3 separate regions of the Sus scrofa genome follow, and all the other regions are linked to region 1. A link is a contact called in public HiChIP or PLAC-seq and promoter capture Hi-C data. All regions are on one chromosome and are shown on one strand. The core of a region is the stretch at or near the end of the contact, and the rest is flanking DNA. Distances in the headings are between cores, read along the strand shown.

Region 1 (4,929 bases), core at 1,188-3,687:
ACACTAGATCCTTTAACCCACTGAGTAATGCCAGGAATCGAACCTGCATCCTCATGGATACTAGTCAGGTTCTTAACCCACTGGGCCACAGGAACTCCCATATTCCATTTTTAACAGATCACTGTTACCCAACTCTCGTTTCTATTTGACTTGAGATGTATTGTATGATTTTTGAGAAGGCCCAAGTTTTACTGAGGTGGAACACCAAGTGCAATCTGCCTTTGATGCCAACACATTGCAGGAAGACAACAACCCACAAGCAGGAGTATTTTGGACAGCTAAGGGAATGAAACTCTGATTTTAAATATTGACTTTTCGCTGTTCATAGGGACACAGGGGATAGTAATTTGAAAACTCACAAATTTTCCTTGTCTGTAGAACGCCATCAATTCAAACGAAGTTCTACTGTAATCACACCGAACTAAGGCCCTGTATGATGTTGAAAACATATTTCTATTACCTACATTCAACTAAAAACTGATGTTTTGGACATTAAATAGTCACGTGCCTGGCACACATTAAGGGCACAATAAATGCTGGATTTATCTTTTGTGTACATAGAAATAAAAAATAAATACAAAAACTAGAGCTCCTGTCGTGGCTCAGTGGTTAACGAATCTGACTAGGAACCATGAGGTTGCGGGTTCAACCCCTGGCCATGCTCAGTGGGTTAAGGATCCAGTGTTGCCGTGAGCTGTGGTGTAGGTCGCAGACGCGCTCGGATCCCGAGTTCCTGTGGCTCTGGAGTAGGCAGGTGGCTACGGCTCTGATTCGACCCCTAGCCTGGGAACCTCCATATGCCGCAGGAGCGGCCCTAGAAATGGCAAAAAGACCAAAAACAACGGTGAAATGTGCTTGTTTTTCAGGGAGATCCAATCACAACCTAAATGCTAATACAGATTAATCACATGGCATTCTGTGTTTGTCAATCAATGGCAGTCCTAGAGAAGTACACTTCCTCCAACCGTTCGATGATCTCTGCCCTATACCAAGCTGAGCTGCCAGTCTTGGGAGTTACTGGAGCAAGAACTGCAAGTCAAAACTTGGCTGCAGTGATACCAAGTCACATTACCACCCATCCCGTGCTTAGAGGTCAAAATGCTCTGAACTTCGGCTAGGAATGTCTAAAAGTTGGAGCCATAAATAGCGCTAACCTCTAACCCCATCCTCCCAAACACCACTTTAGCTACTTCTATCCTAAATGAGAGTGTCTCCGCATCTGTGTGCAAGTGGAGGGCCTCCCTCTGGGTTCTGCCTGACGGCTTTTGAATCGACTGCCTAGGAAAAGCTCACCGTTGAGGCAGAGGGGAGGAAAGAGTACCAAGTGTGTTGTTTCTCTGGAACCCAACCCTGCATCAACACTCCACAGAGCCGAGCGCTGGCGTTCAACAAATGTATACCAAATTGGGAACTCAAATAATAACAATATTTAATACTGACGGCACCTACCATGTACCAGGCGCTACCGGAAAGGTTTACATACTTGTCACTCCTTTAAGCCTCACGACAACCCCATGGAGTAAGTACTCTCCATTTCAGAAATGAGGAAATTGAGCACCGGGCTGTTTTAAGAAAAAAAGCAAAACCAAAAAACTCTTGCCCAAGACCACAGGGCTAGTAAAGAGTGAGGCTGGCGTCTGAACGGAGTCAGTCTCCGGATTCCTGGTCAAGAGGAACTAAGGAAAAATTTTAATGAACCGGCCAGGAAGAGGCAGCCAACTCGAGGAAGCCCAAGGCCCCCTTTTCTGTCTACAGTAAAGGAACGGGCACTTTTGCTTCTTTTGGGGGGCGGGGGGCGGGCATTTTGGGGCCGCATCAACAAGCCCGGCACGGGGAACCACTGCTGACCTCCACGTGGACCTTGTAAAGCTCCCCCTCCAACAGGCGGCGCCGCTTGGCCGAGTCGCCGCTCCGCTCGCGGCCAGGAGTGCAGCACACAACGTGGAAGCAGAACAAAGGCCTGCGGCTCCCCGAAGACCGCTGCGCCCGGCCCGACCCGCCCGCCTAGCCCGCTTGCCCTGCCCTTTGGCGTCCTCCGGCGTCGGGCCCCGCCTCGGTCCCGCTCTTTCCCTGCCACGGGCCGCTCAGGCCGACTCACCGGCTTCTGGGCGACGCCCGACAACACGCGGGAGACGGCGGCGAGCATCTTCCTCATGGAGTGCGGGCAGTGGCAGCAGCGGCGACTCCCAACCGCTCAAGCAGCGAGGCCCAGAAGTCTCCAAGTCTCCTTCAGGCGCCCGGGGAGGACGCTAAGACCTAACGGCGGCGCTACGGAACGCGACGCGACGCGACGCGACGGAAGACGTCATGCGCCGCACCGGGCCACGGGCCAACCAGGATTGCTCTCAGGGCGTGCCCCGCCCACCCGAGAGGCCCACGGCCGCCCATTGGGTGTCGGAGCCAGAGAGCTGGGCTGAGGGCTGCCTCCGTCACCACACGGGTGAGGGGCGGGAGACCTGAGGACGCCTGCGTGGGAAAGCGAGGCCACGCCTCCAGGGCCACTCGGGAATGGACCCTGTTAGATTGGGCGCCACAGCTGAGCCGTGCTCCTCTGGAGATCGTTCAAGGGCAATACTACCCAGCGACTAGTCTTGCCAGTACTGCACCTTTGCAGCCTCTGCTCAATACACTGGATGATAAAGATTAATAGCCTGATGGGGCCAAAGGACAGAACATATGGTTTTTATAAATGGTTCTGCTGCCAACTTGTCTCTAAGAAGTTACATAACAGTTGTAAAAGGCTTCCCTGCCTACTTGAGCTAGGATCTGATGAAATAAAATTATTATTTTAAAGCAAGGCAAGAATTTTTTCTTTTTCTTTTTTTTTTTGTCTTTTTAGGTCCACACCTGTGGCATATGGAGGTTCCCAGGCTAGGGGTCGAATTGGAGCTGCAGCTGCCGGCCTACGTCACAGCCACAGCGAAGGGACCCAAACCACATCTGCAACCTACACTACAGCTCATGACAATGCGGAATCCTTAACCCACTGACTGAGGCCTGGGATCAAACCCGTGTCCTCACGGATACTACTCGGATTCGTTCTTGCTGAGCCATGACCGGGCCTCCAAGACAAGAAATATTTAAACAAAAATGTTTTCTCTGTCTGTTTGGGCCTTCTCCACACACACCCCCCCTTTCTGGTGTGCATTGTTCATCTACATTATTCATTAAGCTCACCTCCCCAATGGCAGAAATACCTCCTCAGCCATAAAGCTCAATTTTTCTTCTTCTAGAGCCAGCCATGTAACTCCTTTGAAGATAACATTCCTTGCTCAATCCTGTAAATCGTCGTGATTGCCCTCCACTCACCTCGTATGTGCAGACATCTTTGGTGAACTTTATGCACAAATGCCAATGTATCATTTCCCTTAAAGATAGCGACTGGTACAGAACAGACTGAGTCACAAGACCTAGGGAGATACAGGGCTGCAATGAATGGAATTTCTTCGCTTAAATACTTACGACCTTATTAATGTCTCTAGCTATACTCCTTGTATCCTGCCTGTTTTACAAGACTACTGTTTCTTGCATTACCAAATGGGCAACTGAGCCTCTGATAAAAGTAAGATGACTAGCTGACTTGGAACGAAGGACCAAAGATACATATAATTCTACCAGATCAATGTTGGTCATAGTGTAACCCTAGATATGGAAAGAAGCAACAAGAAGGAACCATTTCCTGGATCCTAACAGACTGGTATGACAGGTGGTCCTGAGGCTTTGGGCTACTGTTAGCAGGGCTTAGTCCCATAAGAGCACATGGAGGGTCCTAGCAAGGAAATCCTCCCCTGACCTGGGAATGAGCATTTCTAGTGGTGTGGGCCAAGTGGGTCATGAAATGCTTCCCAAATCTTCGTCAAAAATAAGATCAAAATGGGGGGGGGTTGTAAAACAAAAAATGTTGCCCAGCATGCAGTTCTACAAGAATCAAGTCATTAGCCACTGCAGTCACTGACCTAAAATACACCTGAAGAGGATTTCAGGATTAAGATCAGGGTGAAGCATTTTGTGCTCTGGGAAAACTGGCAGAACTAGCCCTCGGACAGATATTTTCAGGAGAAAATTTGATGAATCCAGTTTCTTGCATTTTCCCATACTTGGAAAAGCAGTAAAACCATTAACTAAGATATGTGTCCCCTTGTGAATAGCAGTAACCTTATACCAAGATAGGTGCTTGACTGCACATCCGCTCTCTCGAAAATCACACTGCACTGGCCTTCCTCTCCCTTTACCTTTTGAGAACAGTGCTCACAGCTCTGAGAGGATGTCTCCCAGGTTTTGAGCCTCAGGTTGGCTCAAATAAAAATTTGCCGTATCTTTATTTTTATTTATTTATTTATTGCTTTTTAGGGCCACACCTGCAGCATATGGAGGTTCCCAGGCTAGGGGTTGAATCGGAGCTACAGCTGCTGGCCTACGCCACAGCCAGAGCAACGTGGGATCCGAGCTGTGTCTGCAACCTACACCACGGCTCACGGCAACGCCAGATCTTTAACCCACTGAGCGAGGCCAGGAACTGAACCCTCAACCTCATGGTTCCTAGTCGGATTCGTTTCTGCTGCGCCACGACGGGAACTCCTTCCATATCTTTCTTAGGTTGACCGTTGATTAATGTTTTCATCCTTATAAAATAAGTCATGGAGACATAATGACAGCATATTTGGTTTTTTTTGTTTTTTTTTAAATCTTTTTTTTTTTTTTTTGTCTTTTTGCTATTTCTTGGGCCGCTCCCGCAGCATATGGAGGTTCCCAGGCCAGGGGTTGAATCGGAGCTGTAGCCACCAGCCTACACCAGAGCCACAGCAACGCGGGATCCGAGCCACGTCTGCAACCTACACCACAGCTCACGGCAATGCCAGATCCTTAACTCCCTGAGCGAGGCCAGGGACGGAATCCGCAACCTCATGGTTCCTAGTCGGATTCGTTAAC
Region 2 (4,929 bases), core at 1,306-3,805, 840 kb after region 1:
TTCATCAGATTTTCAAAGATTCCCAAATCTTACAGTCTTTGGGAGGTTAAACGCTCACAACCAGCCATAGTGATCACCAGTTCCTTCCAGCACCAAGGAGGTGCTGCCATGGGCGGAGGCCTCCCTTGACCACCTGCAACTTTTCTTAGGAATGTGCAGCTCGGACATGGCTTTTCCTGCCCGTCAGCACCACCTGCACTTTCATCCCTGACTTGACTTCACTCGGCCCGTCCCTCCCCATCTTGTCCCGGATGAGACCCTACTTCTTTGTAGGCCAAGTCCCTTACTAGAAATTCCAAGCCTAGTTATTTACTCTCCCTCTCCCTCCATCTCCCGGATTCAGCTGAAAACTGTGCCTGTCCAGCTAGCAAGTCCCCAGATTTCCAAATCTGCCCTTTATCAGACATCAGAGAGGGTGATGGTGGGGCAAGGATCTATCCCCTGAGTGGCTCTGCACCTTCCCCCATCCACCTTGGGAGTTTAGCTGGATGGGGATGGAAGGTAAAGGGTGGGGCCTTGCGAAGCTCGGGTGCAAAGGAGAGCAAGCAGGTCCAGACCCTGGGAACTGGACGAGGTTCCTGTCTGGAGCAACGTGGGTTATGAAGAGCCAGAGGGACAGATGTAATCAATCACTGGAGACGCCACTGGAAAAACCGAATATAGACATTTGTTTCAAAGGTCAGAGATAGAATCTATATTGTCTTGCAAGGCTAAGAGTTACAAGTCAGAGGGAGACCAAACTTGGATGAAAGGCAAGTCAGGGAGAAGTGAGAGGGACCCAGGACCATCGTCGTGGCTGGTGTAAGATATTCGTTTCCATAACCACAGTAGAGTGATGAAGAGCATAGTTCAAACTCTGGCTTAGCCACTTCCCAGATGACCTCACTTTACTCATCTAAGTGAGATGAACTAGTGAGTTCACTAACTTACTTGAGCTTCTCTGAAGTTCTTTTTGAATAGAATTTCTAGATAGAAACAACTGAGGTGTATATGTTGGTATATGTTGGTTAGGTCCTTTCTGGGCATACATGCAGTAGGCAAGCACATCGACCTTTAGCACTTGGTGCATGGAAACTTCAAGGAAGGATCAATTGAAGTAATAACATATTTGGCATACTGGCTTTCTCAGCTCATTACCGTCAATTGCTATTTAAGAAAATGTTTATTGCTTCTAAAGAAAATGTTTTTAAAATGCTGTTTTTGTCTTTTTACGGCCGCACCTGCAGCATATGGAGGTTCCCAGGCTGGGGTCGAATTGGAGCTGCAGCCACTGGCCCAGGCCACAGCCACAGCAACTTGGGATCCAAGCCGCGTCTGCCACCTACACCACGGCTCACAGCAACGTGGGATCTCCAACTCACTGAGCGAGGCCAAGGATCGAACCTGTGTCCTCATGGATGTCAGTCGGGTTCATTAACCACTGAGCCACAATGGGAACTCCAAGAAATTTTTAAAAATTTTAATGAGAGAGAGGTAAACTCCTTCTCTTGGCGCTTATGATTTAAATACGTCCTGCCCTCTTTCTAATTATCAGCCCTGCGAGTTTCCTTCCCTTTCCAGCTCTTGAACCTACATTGGTTCTTTCTTGGGTTACAGGTCTTCACTATCTTGGAAAAGCCTTTCACCGCCTCTAATTACCATCCCCTTTCTCCTTGTACTTGCCCACTTCTTGAGCATAAGGTCAATATTCACTATAACAGATAACCATGCTACCAACACCTAGATTTAACAGATGCTAATATTTAACAAACCTTGCTTCAGAAATCTTAAAAAAGAAAATTAAAACATTAGAGGGGACAGTTAAAGCCTGTCCCCCCCCAAATGTACTAGCCCCTCCCCTGTTATCTCCAGAGGTCACCACTGTCCTCACTCCCAAGAATGCCTGTACTTTTAACAATATATGTAGATTGCCATAATGTGCTTTACAAATATCATATTGTATCTATCTGTTCCACTGTGCCCTTTTTTCCACCGAAGATTTTGTTTTTGAGATTTGTTCATTAGGCTATTGTCGCAGTTGAATCCATCAGTCCCTGTGAGAAAGAGATGGGGAGAAGGAACTCTTTCTGGAGGTGAGGAGGGGTTCCTTTGCTGCCTGGGAGTGACCTTTATTTCAAAGCAAGGAGACGAACTAAAGGCATCATGATGGTGAAATGCGTCGCCTCCTAAGAGCATCTGTGTTATAAGCAGTACTTTAAATGGCTGGGGTTCTAACAATAGATTTTAAGAGGCAATTTGAGAGAAGCTTTCTGACACTTCACATACAAAAGCAACTTTTTTCCCTCCCGTCCAGAGGACAGTCCTTCTCGTCTTTTTTTACCACTCCCTCCACAAGATTATTATATTTTTCCTCATTCAGAAGAGTTCCTAATCTTCTTACCTTGGAGATGTCGATTTTAAAAAGGCCCCCATCTAGCCGGTGATTGCTGTGTTCCGTCCTGCCGGTTTCCCGGGCTTCCTCAGGGCTGCAGGAAAATCAGTTGCTTTTCGTGTTGTCCCACAGTGCCACCTGCTGCACTGAGCGAGGCATCGCAGGCTCCTTTAGCATGTATTTTACAAGAGCAGTTTTTTTCTTAAAGGGGCCGAGGATCATTTCGGTTTGGTTTGCTTTGTTTTCGAACGCGGATGAACGTCTGCACTGCTACATAATTGAGAACATGTCCAAAGCCTTTGAGGGCTAAGAGGACATTGTCCAAGGAGTGGATTCTATCTCGGGGAGCCTGAGTCTGAGATCTTGCATTTCTAATAAGCTCTCCGGTGACGCCAGCGCCCCTGACCTAGGACTACATTTGAGTAACGAAGGATTAGAATAAAGCGCAGGGGACTTCTACAAATAACCCTCCTTGGAGATGTAGATTTAAAACACAATCCAGCACAAGATTGCAGTCTGATTTTTTTTTTTTTTTTTTCCTCCGGGGCTTTCCACCTAGCGTCACAGAAAAACAGTCACTTAGAGTTGTCCCACAGTGCCATCTATTGTCCGAGAGAAGCAGGCAGCTGAAAGTTAATTTTCCGTCTGCAGTGCTTCATCAGGGGAGTTCCTTCCCTGGAAGGGAACCAAGACTATTTGTTCTTTGGTGTGTTTTGTTTTGTAACACTAATAAGCCTCTGAAGTTCTCTATCGCTAAAATTTCAAAAAAACCTAAAAGTTCTTTAGGAGCATTTAAATAAGAGTTTTAGAATTTCTTTGAGCACTTGAATGTTGAATGATCTAAAAAAATTTTTTTCTTCTTCTTTTTCAGCTGCACACGAGGCATATGGAAGTTCCTGGGCCAGGAATGGAATCTGAGCCATAGCTGCCTCAGCTGCGACAACACTAGATCCTTAACGCTAGTGCCACAGCAGGAACTCCCAAAGTTTTGATTTTTATTGTCTTCATTTGATGGTGCCAGAAATGGGGTTTTCATTCAATAAGGCTGTTGGGGGAGGAAAAATAATTTTCTTCTACCCTCCTAGGTTCTTACCGAGACCTTCCTATAACAAAACACAGATCAACATGAGAAAAAATAAACAGAAGTTCACTTTATTTTGTTTGTTTGTTTTTTTATGGTTGTACCTGTGGGATGGATATGGAGGTTCTCAGGGTAAGGATGTAATTGGAGTTGTTGCTGCCAGCCTATGCCAGAGAAGCAGCAACGCCAGTTTCTTAACCCACTGAGTGAGGCCAGGGATCGAACCTGTAACCTCATCATTCCTAGTAGGATTCGTTTCCGCTGCGCCGCGACGGGAACTCCAGCAGTATAATAATATATGTCCTCCTATATACTTGGGAGAGACCCAGAAAAAAATGAGTAACTCTTGGAAATGGCCAAGCCATCACTTTAAATACCATCTCTAGCTAGAGACAAAAGAAGATGTTGGTGGGGGCAGGTTATTAGGCAGAGCCTAATCAACAAAGGTAAGAATGTCATGCAGATTTTAAGTCCAAGCCTCCTCAATTGGTAAATTTTTCTAGAGATTGAGAGTCCTCTTCTTCCTGGTAAGGGAGACACCCTTACAAATGGAGATTTCCCTTATACATGTAAATGTCTCTTCTGAGGAGGTAACTTCTACTGGATTTTCAGAGCATTTCTGTGTTTGCTGATTTCTTAAAAATAACAAGCTCAGGAGTTCCTGCAGTGGGTTAAGGACCCAACATTGCCACAGCTGCAGCTCAGATTCGATCCCTGGCCCCAGGAACTTCCATATGCCACAGGTGTGGCTGAAAAAGAAAAAAAAGGCGTGAAAATAATCCTTATGCCAAAGGGGCGTATTTGGGGGTAACATATTCTGCTCCCCTTCAAGACTTTCATTGCGCCAGTATTTTTAGAGCATCTTTTGGGAGCAAAGCTCTGTGCCTAGGCCTCTGCAGGGATTTGTAGGTAATGAGAGCGCTCCAGGGATGGGGCAGGAGCAGTACAAAATGCGGGTGGGACATGAGGGAGCTGCTGGGAGAGACAGCTCCGAGAGGCTTCTTGGTGCTGCTTGGGGACAGAGACCACGTCTCTCCTTTCTAGGTCTGGAAAGTAATCAGCTCTAGCAGGAGCATCTCTAGGCCACACCCAGCATCGGGGCACCAACCAGAAAGCCCCACCTTCCAAAGCCTCAGCTGCCGCTTTGAGTCAGGGCTCTCTGGTCTGCAAAACCCCCCTTGTATTTTGTGCAGGGGCAGTGAAAGTGCCTTCCTTTCCACTTGTCACAGGGCACAAGTTCAGAATTGCTTTGGGGTAAACTCCTGTAGAGTTTATAATAAAACCATTTTTCCACTTAAAAAACAAACAGGAGTTCCCGTCGTGGCACAGTGGAAACGAATCCGACTAGTAACCATGGGGTGGCAGGTTCAATCCCTGGCCTCGCTCAGTGGGTTGAGGATCTGGCGTTGCCATGAGCTGTGGTGTAGGTCATAGAATTGCTGTGGCTCTGGCGTAGGCCAGCGGCTACAGCTCTGAT
Region 3 (4,929 bases), core at 618-3,117, 610 kb before region 1:
TGAAGCCATATATATGCAGATGAAAGGGTCTCACGTCTCTTAACCAGACAGAAGGGGCAATATGTGCACTTGAGTGGAAGCAAAAGCAGTATTCATCTCAAGTGGCAGACATTTCAGTATAGCCAGAACGTTGAGTACAAGGGGGAGAGAGGCTCGAGCGGTAAGTATGAAGCAGATAATAAAAGGCCTTATATACTCTGCCAGGGAATTCTCGCTGCACAACAGGAAGCAAAATCATGTGTGAAGAGAGGAAAATGATCATTGCTATGGGTCTTCAAGAGAGTGGGAAAGGTTAGTAACAGCACTTACTGGAAATGAGAGATGTCTCATAAAAGTATCCCTGAGAGGCACCAAGGCTTGCCGCTATGATGGGTGTCCATAAATTTGTAGTGCTATCATTCTGTTGTAGGTGTGTGACTTTCCTCGCAAGCAGTGCTTAGAAGTATAGATGTAGGAATGGAAAAATGCAGCTAACTTGAGTGTTTCAGGGTGGTGGGTGGATGTTAGGATGTGTCAAAACGCAGTTAGAGGGGCTCTGTTTACAAGAGTGGTTGAAGTCAAACACCATGGGCTTAAGTCAGGTAGAAGTTCGGGGGATTTGAGAGCTTTGTGGTTTTTGAAGAACAAGTATACTGGGACTAAGGGAGAGATAGGACTGCAAGGATGAGGCTTGGGTCCAAATAAATGAGGTTTTAGCTGTGGGACAGCACAAAGTGATGGATGTCTAGGTTTTCTAGAGTGGGCACCTGGAAATTGGCGGATAAAGTGGAATAGCGGTAAAGCCATCGCGATTGAGGAAGTTATGGAAACATGGCTTAGTCATGGGTATTGGATTCATCAGGATGATGGCAGTGATTAAGATGAGGAGGAAGGAGTTCCCGTTGTGGCACAGTGGTTAACGAATCTGACTAGGAACCATGAGGTTGCAGGTTCGATCCCTGCCCTTGCTCAGTGGGTTAACGATCCGGCGTTGCCATGAGCTGTGGTGTAGGTCGAAGACACGGCTCGGATCCCGCGTTGCTGTGGCTCTGGTGTAGGCTGGCAGCTACAGCTCCGATTCGACCCCTAGCCTGGGAACCTCCATATGCTGCGGGAGCGGCCCAAAGAAATGGCAAAAAGACAAAAAAAAAAAAAAATGAGGAGGAAAACTAACAGTCAGTAGAAGACAGTGACAAGGGAGGGTAAAAGGGCCACCAGCTGGAAAGGGGTGAGAAGAAAATCAAAGGGCCAAGTGAGAAAGCTCCAAGAGCCTTTGGGATGCTAGATGGAGTGTGGGAAGAGAGAAGTCGGGAGCGCAGGCAAACATGAGTCAATATTTTGAATTGCATGGTGGAGAGATGTTAGTATCATTAACCTATTTGGGCGGTCCAGAGGGGAAGTTCTGTTTTCTGGGTAGAAGCTTCATTTGAGGCCACCGGGAATGGCTAGAGATGGAGCAGGCAGGAGAGAGGCCGAAGCAGTGCAGGTTCAGGTGGGCTGGCTCTGGAAGGGCTTGGAGGGGCAAGCCAGGGGCTGCAAGGCCGAGGCTCATCTGCTCTGGTCATCCACAAAAAGCTGGAAAGCCCAGGAGGCCAACTCGCCCTGACTGAGGGGTGAGCTCCGACCCCTGCCCTTTAACCCCCAGTATCCAAGGACCACTCTGCCCAGCACAGTCCTTCCTTACGACAGGAGGGCAGCAGACGGCGCACGCGCTCTGGACAGAGAGGCAGAGGTGGGAACGGCCAGCAGAGGGCGCAGGCGTTCTAGCCAGAGCCGCCCGGGCGGGGCAACCCTCGCTGGGAAAGAGAGCAGAGGTCGGTGGTGGGAGAGCGGGCTCGGCGCGAGGCGGCGGGCGGTGGGCGTGGCCAGGGCGCGGGGGAGGGGCGAGGCGGTTCCGGAAGGAAGTGGTTCCGGGTCCCGCGGCCCAGCTGAGGTAACTGTGGTGCCACTGCCTTGCGAGGCGGCGGCCGTGTGAGGGGCGAGGCCCGAGGGGCCGGTGGCGGCGGCGGTAGCGGCGGCGCGGCGGCGGCAGTGGCTGCGAAGACTTCCCGGCCGGGTGAGCGGCCCTGGGGGGCGGGCGGGGCGACGAGGCCCGGGCCCGCGGGGAGGGCGTGTCCGTCGCCTGGGAGGGGCGGTTCTTGGGGTGGCGGGTGGGGCGGCTGGGAGGTTGCGGCGGCCCAGCTCAGGCTCCCGGGGGACCGCTCCCGTGTCACTGCCTCCGGCCACTGGACGGAGTCTTTATTTTAGACGCCGCGACCCCGGCACCTGCTGCCGCGGCACGGATCCTCGCCCGTCGTTGGGCAGGCTTCGGCCCCGGCGGTTTGGAGCGTCTGTCTTGGCGACGGGGGTGGGGCGGGGGGAGCGGTGTCCAGGGACCGTGCCCTTTCCCGTGAGGCGGCTGCGGACGCGTCGCCTGCGGGACCGGAGCCGAGGAGCCCCTGCTTTGTCCTCGGGAGGCCCTCTTGCCGCGAAGCGGCATCTTCCTTCGGTAACGTCCAGAATGAGTAGCGTAGGCTGCTCTTTATCCTGCAGATCAAAGTAAAACTTGTCTTTTTAGAAACGTGTCCTGAAAATTGGCGCATCTCCTGTGCTTCTCTCAGGTGTATTAGGAAACCGGGCCGGTCCCTGGCAAGATTGTCCTGTTGGTAGGTCGGGAGAGAAAGAAATGGGAGAGAAACTTATCCTCCCAAGTATTTTCCTGCCTCTTAGGTGATGGCTTTTCTTTTCTGGATCAAAGTAAAAAACTACAGGTAGAAATCAGGAAGGTCTCTCAGACTTCTGGCCAGACAGCCTTTTTCACGTTTTTCTGAATGCCAACTGGTACGAATGAAAGACTGGAACTTGAAAAGGAAAGGTTTTGGTGTGCAGTCAAGATGTGTGCCTTATTTTTCTATGGTGTTTTAATGGTGATAGTATACAATGCTTTATTTTTTCGTGGTATTTTAAAAAATGGCTCCTAAAATGTTCTTTGGAACGCCCTGCTTTCTCATACCCTCCCCAGAAGCCTTTAAAACGCCTAGCTATAAACATTTATATAAACATTTAGTGACATATTTATATATGAAATCTCTAAAATAGACAAAATCGCAGTGAAGAAGGTACACTCTTTTCCTATTCAAGTAGCCATTGTGAATATGGTTATACTGGGGCTACACCTCCAGTCTTTTTCTGTGCAGAGATGAATGCATGAATTTGTCTAAAGTGGATTCTCTTTGGTAACCATTTTTTCCCCTGACTACATAGCATGCCATTATATGGCTGCAGTCATTTATTTTTAAATGGTTATTCCCAGTTTTTCACTACTTAAAGACATTCTTGGAGAAATGTAAAATGTGCATGTCCACGATTACTTCCTTAGTGTACATTCCTAGATAATAGAATTGTGGGTTTTTTTTTTAATGTGAATTGCTCAATTTCCCTCAGGAAAGGATGTGCTATTTTGTACTCCCACCAACAATCTGTGAGTGTCCTTTTCCCCACCCTAGCAAAAGGCAACGTTTAAAGGATTTCTATAGGCACACTTTGGGACCATATATGCTCTCCAGCCAAGTACCAGTATCCTTCTCTAGCTGTCACCTTTTTCTTTCTTATCTGTTGATGGCAATTTAGGATCTCATTTTTTATTCCACCTTTACCAGTTTAATAAAGAAGGGTTATCTAGGTGAAGCAAAGGACAGATTTAAAGTCAGGACTTCCTTGAGTTCCAGTATATCTGATTACCTTGAACAGGTCGCTTCCCTTTTCGAAGGGACTATTTCCTCAACTTGGAATTAGAGATTATTGTGCTTTTGCCTTATCTCTCTGGTGGTTTTGAGGGTCAAATGAGGCATTTATGAGGAGTACATTTAAATGTACTTTGTCTTGTTGCTAATTATGCCATCTTGTAAAAATTTCAGAGCACAAAAACATCTTGATTTTTACCGTAAATTTCTGAATTAAAAAAGCTGCTCTCTGATACCCTTCACCCCTACTCTTTCAGCCTTTAAATTTAAAGTTTTATTCTGCTGCCCTAGATTATCTTCAGAATGATGTCAGAGTTATGAAATGAGGTGAATGAATGAATCCACAAATGTTGAAGGAGAACATATTTAAAGGCATTATACATAAAGCTGAGGGGGACAGATAAAAAGCTGAACAAAACACAGACCTTGAGATCATGATAAATAAAACATCGTCTTTGTGCCCTACAGGCTACAGAATGTCCAGGCAGCTAGAGGGCATAAAAGCTGCTTTCCAAATTTAGACGGCAATTTTAGATGTGATGCAGGATGTCAACTATTCTCAAGTGTGCTAAAGTCCAATTTTGCTGACCGAGCATCTGCGCAAATGACCAGGCAGTCTCTTCAGAGTCGTCTTTTTGAAGGTAGGAGTTGCAAGGTGGAATTCTTCGGGGAAGGGTTAGCATTGAGTCTGAGAACCTGGATTCGGATTTTACGTCCTTCTCTTGGGGGGCAGCTTGGTTAACCTTTTTGAAGCTTGGTTTCTTCACCTGTGAAGTGGAGGTAATTCTAGCTTCCTCAAAGGCTTATGAAGATTAAATGAAATAGTATTTGCAAAACACTTAGTGAAGCTACAGAGTCCTGGTATTCCTGGGATCCTTCTTATCCACTGAAGACTGAGAAACTAGATCTCTTCCAACTTGGTTTGCCTAGCAGTCCCTGGTAGTCAGTAATGTTTACTAAACTAACATAAAATGAGACTACTGATAAAAATTAGATTTGGACCTGGAGTTCCTGTTGTGGCTCAGTGGTTAACGAATCTGACTAGGAACCATGAGGCGGCAGGTTCGATCCCTGGCCTTGCTCAGTGGTTAGGGATCCGGTGTTGCCATGAGCTGTGGTGTGGGTCCCAGACGCGGCTCAGATCCCACGTTGCTGTGGCTCTGGCGTAGGCCACCGGCTACAGCTCCGATTCGACCCCTAGCCTGGGAACCTCCATATGCTGTGGGAG

Evidence for each region. Promoter capture Hi-C pulls out the DNA fragments that hold promoters and counts their contacts. HiChIP or PLAC-seq counts read pairs in DNA pulled down with a chosen protein or histone mark.
Region 2: a promoter capture Hi-C map of fetal liver shows a contact between it and region 1, with 8 times the contacts expected there. The contact joins the promoter of CDKL5 here to the promoter of PDHA1 in region 1. A contact is called at or near these places in 4 of 5 promoter capture datasets (fetal liver, liver and skeletal muscle), 33 of 47 Hi-C or Micro-C datasets (adipocytes, adipose tissue, alveolar macrophages and 17 more) and 2 of 2 datasets of contacts at active chromatin or transcription factors (alveolar macrophages and skeletal muscle).
Region 3: a contact with region 1 is called in an H3K27ac HiChIP or PLAC-seq map of alveolar macrophages. The contact joins the promoter of CXHXorf23 here to the promoter of PDHA1 in region 1. A contact is called at or near these places in 1 of 5 promoter capture datasets (liver), 1 of 47 Hi-C or Micro-C datasets (heart right ventricle) and 2 of 2 datasets of contacts at active chromatin or transcription factors (alveolar macrophages and skeletal muscle).

What each region holds. Positions count from the first base shown.
Region 1 is chrX:15,697,432-15,702,360 of Sscrofa11.1, reverse strand. PDHA1 (pyruvate dehydrogenase E1 component subunit alpha, somatic form, mitochondrial) reads right to left here and starts at 2,437. Exons shown (of 11, transcript XM_003360244.4): 1 at 2,099-2,437. The coding sequence starts at 2,155.
Region 2 is chrX:14,856,452-14,861,380 of Sscrofa11.1, reverse strand. CDKL5 (cyclin-dependent kinase-like 5) reads right to left here and starts at 2,555. Exons shown (of 19, transcript XM_021080550.1): 1 at 2,381-2,555.
Region 3 is chrX:16,309,364-16,314,292 of Sscrofa11.1, reverse strand. It overlaps CXHXorf23, which reads left to right and starts at 1,867. Exons shown (of 13, transcript XM_021080785.1): 1 at 1,867-2,035; 2 at 4,170-4,342.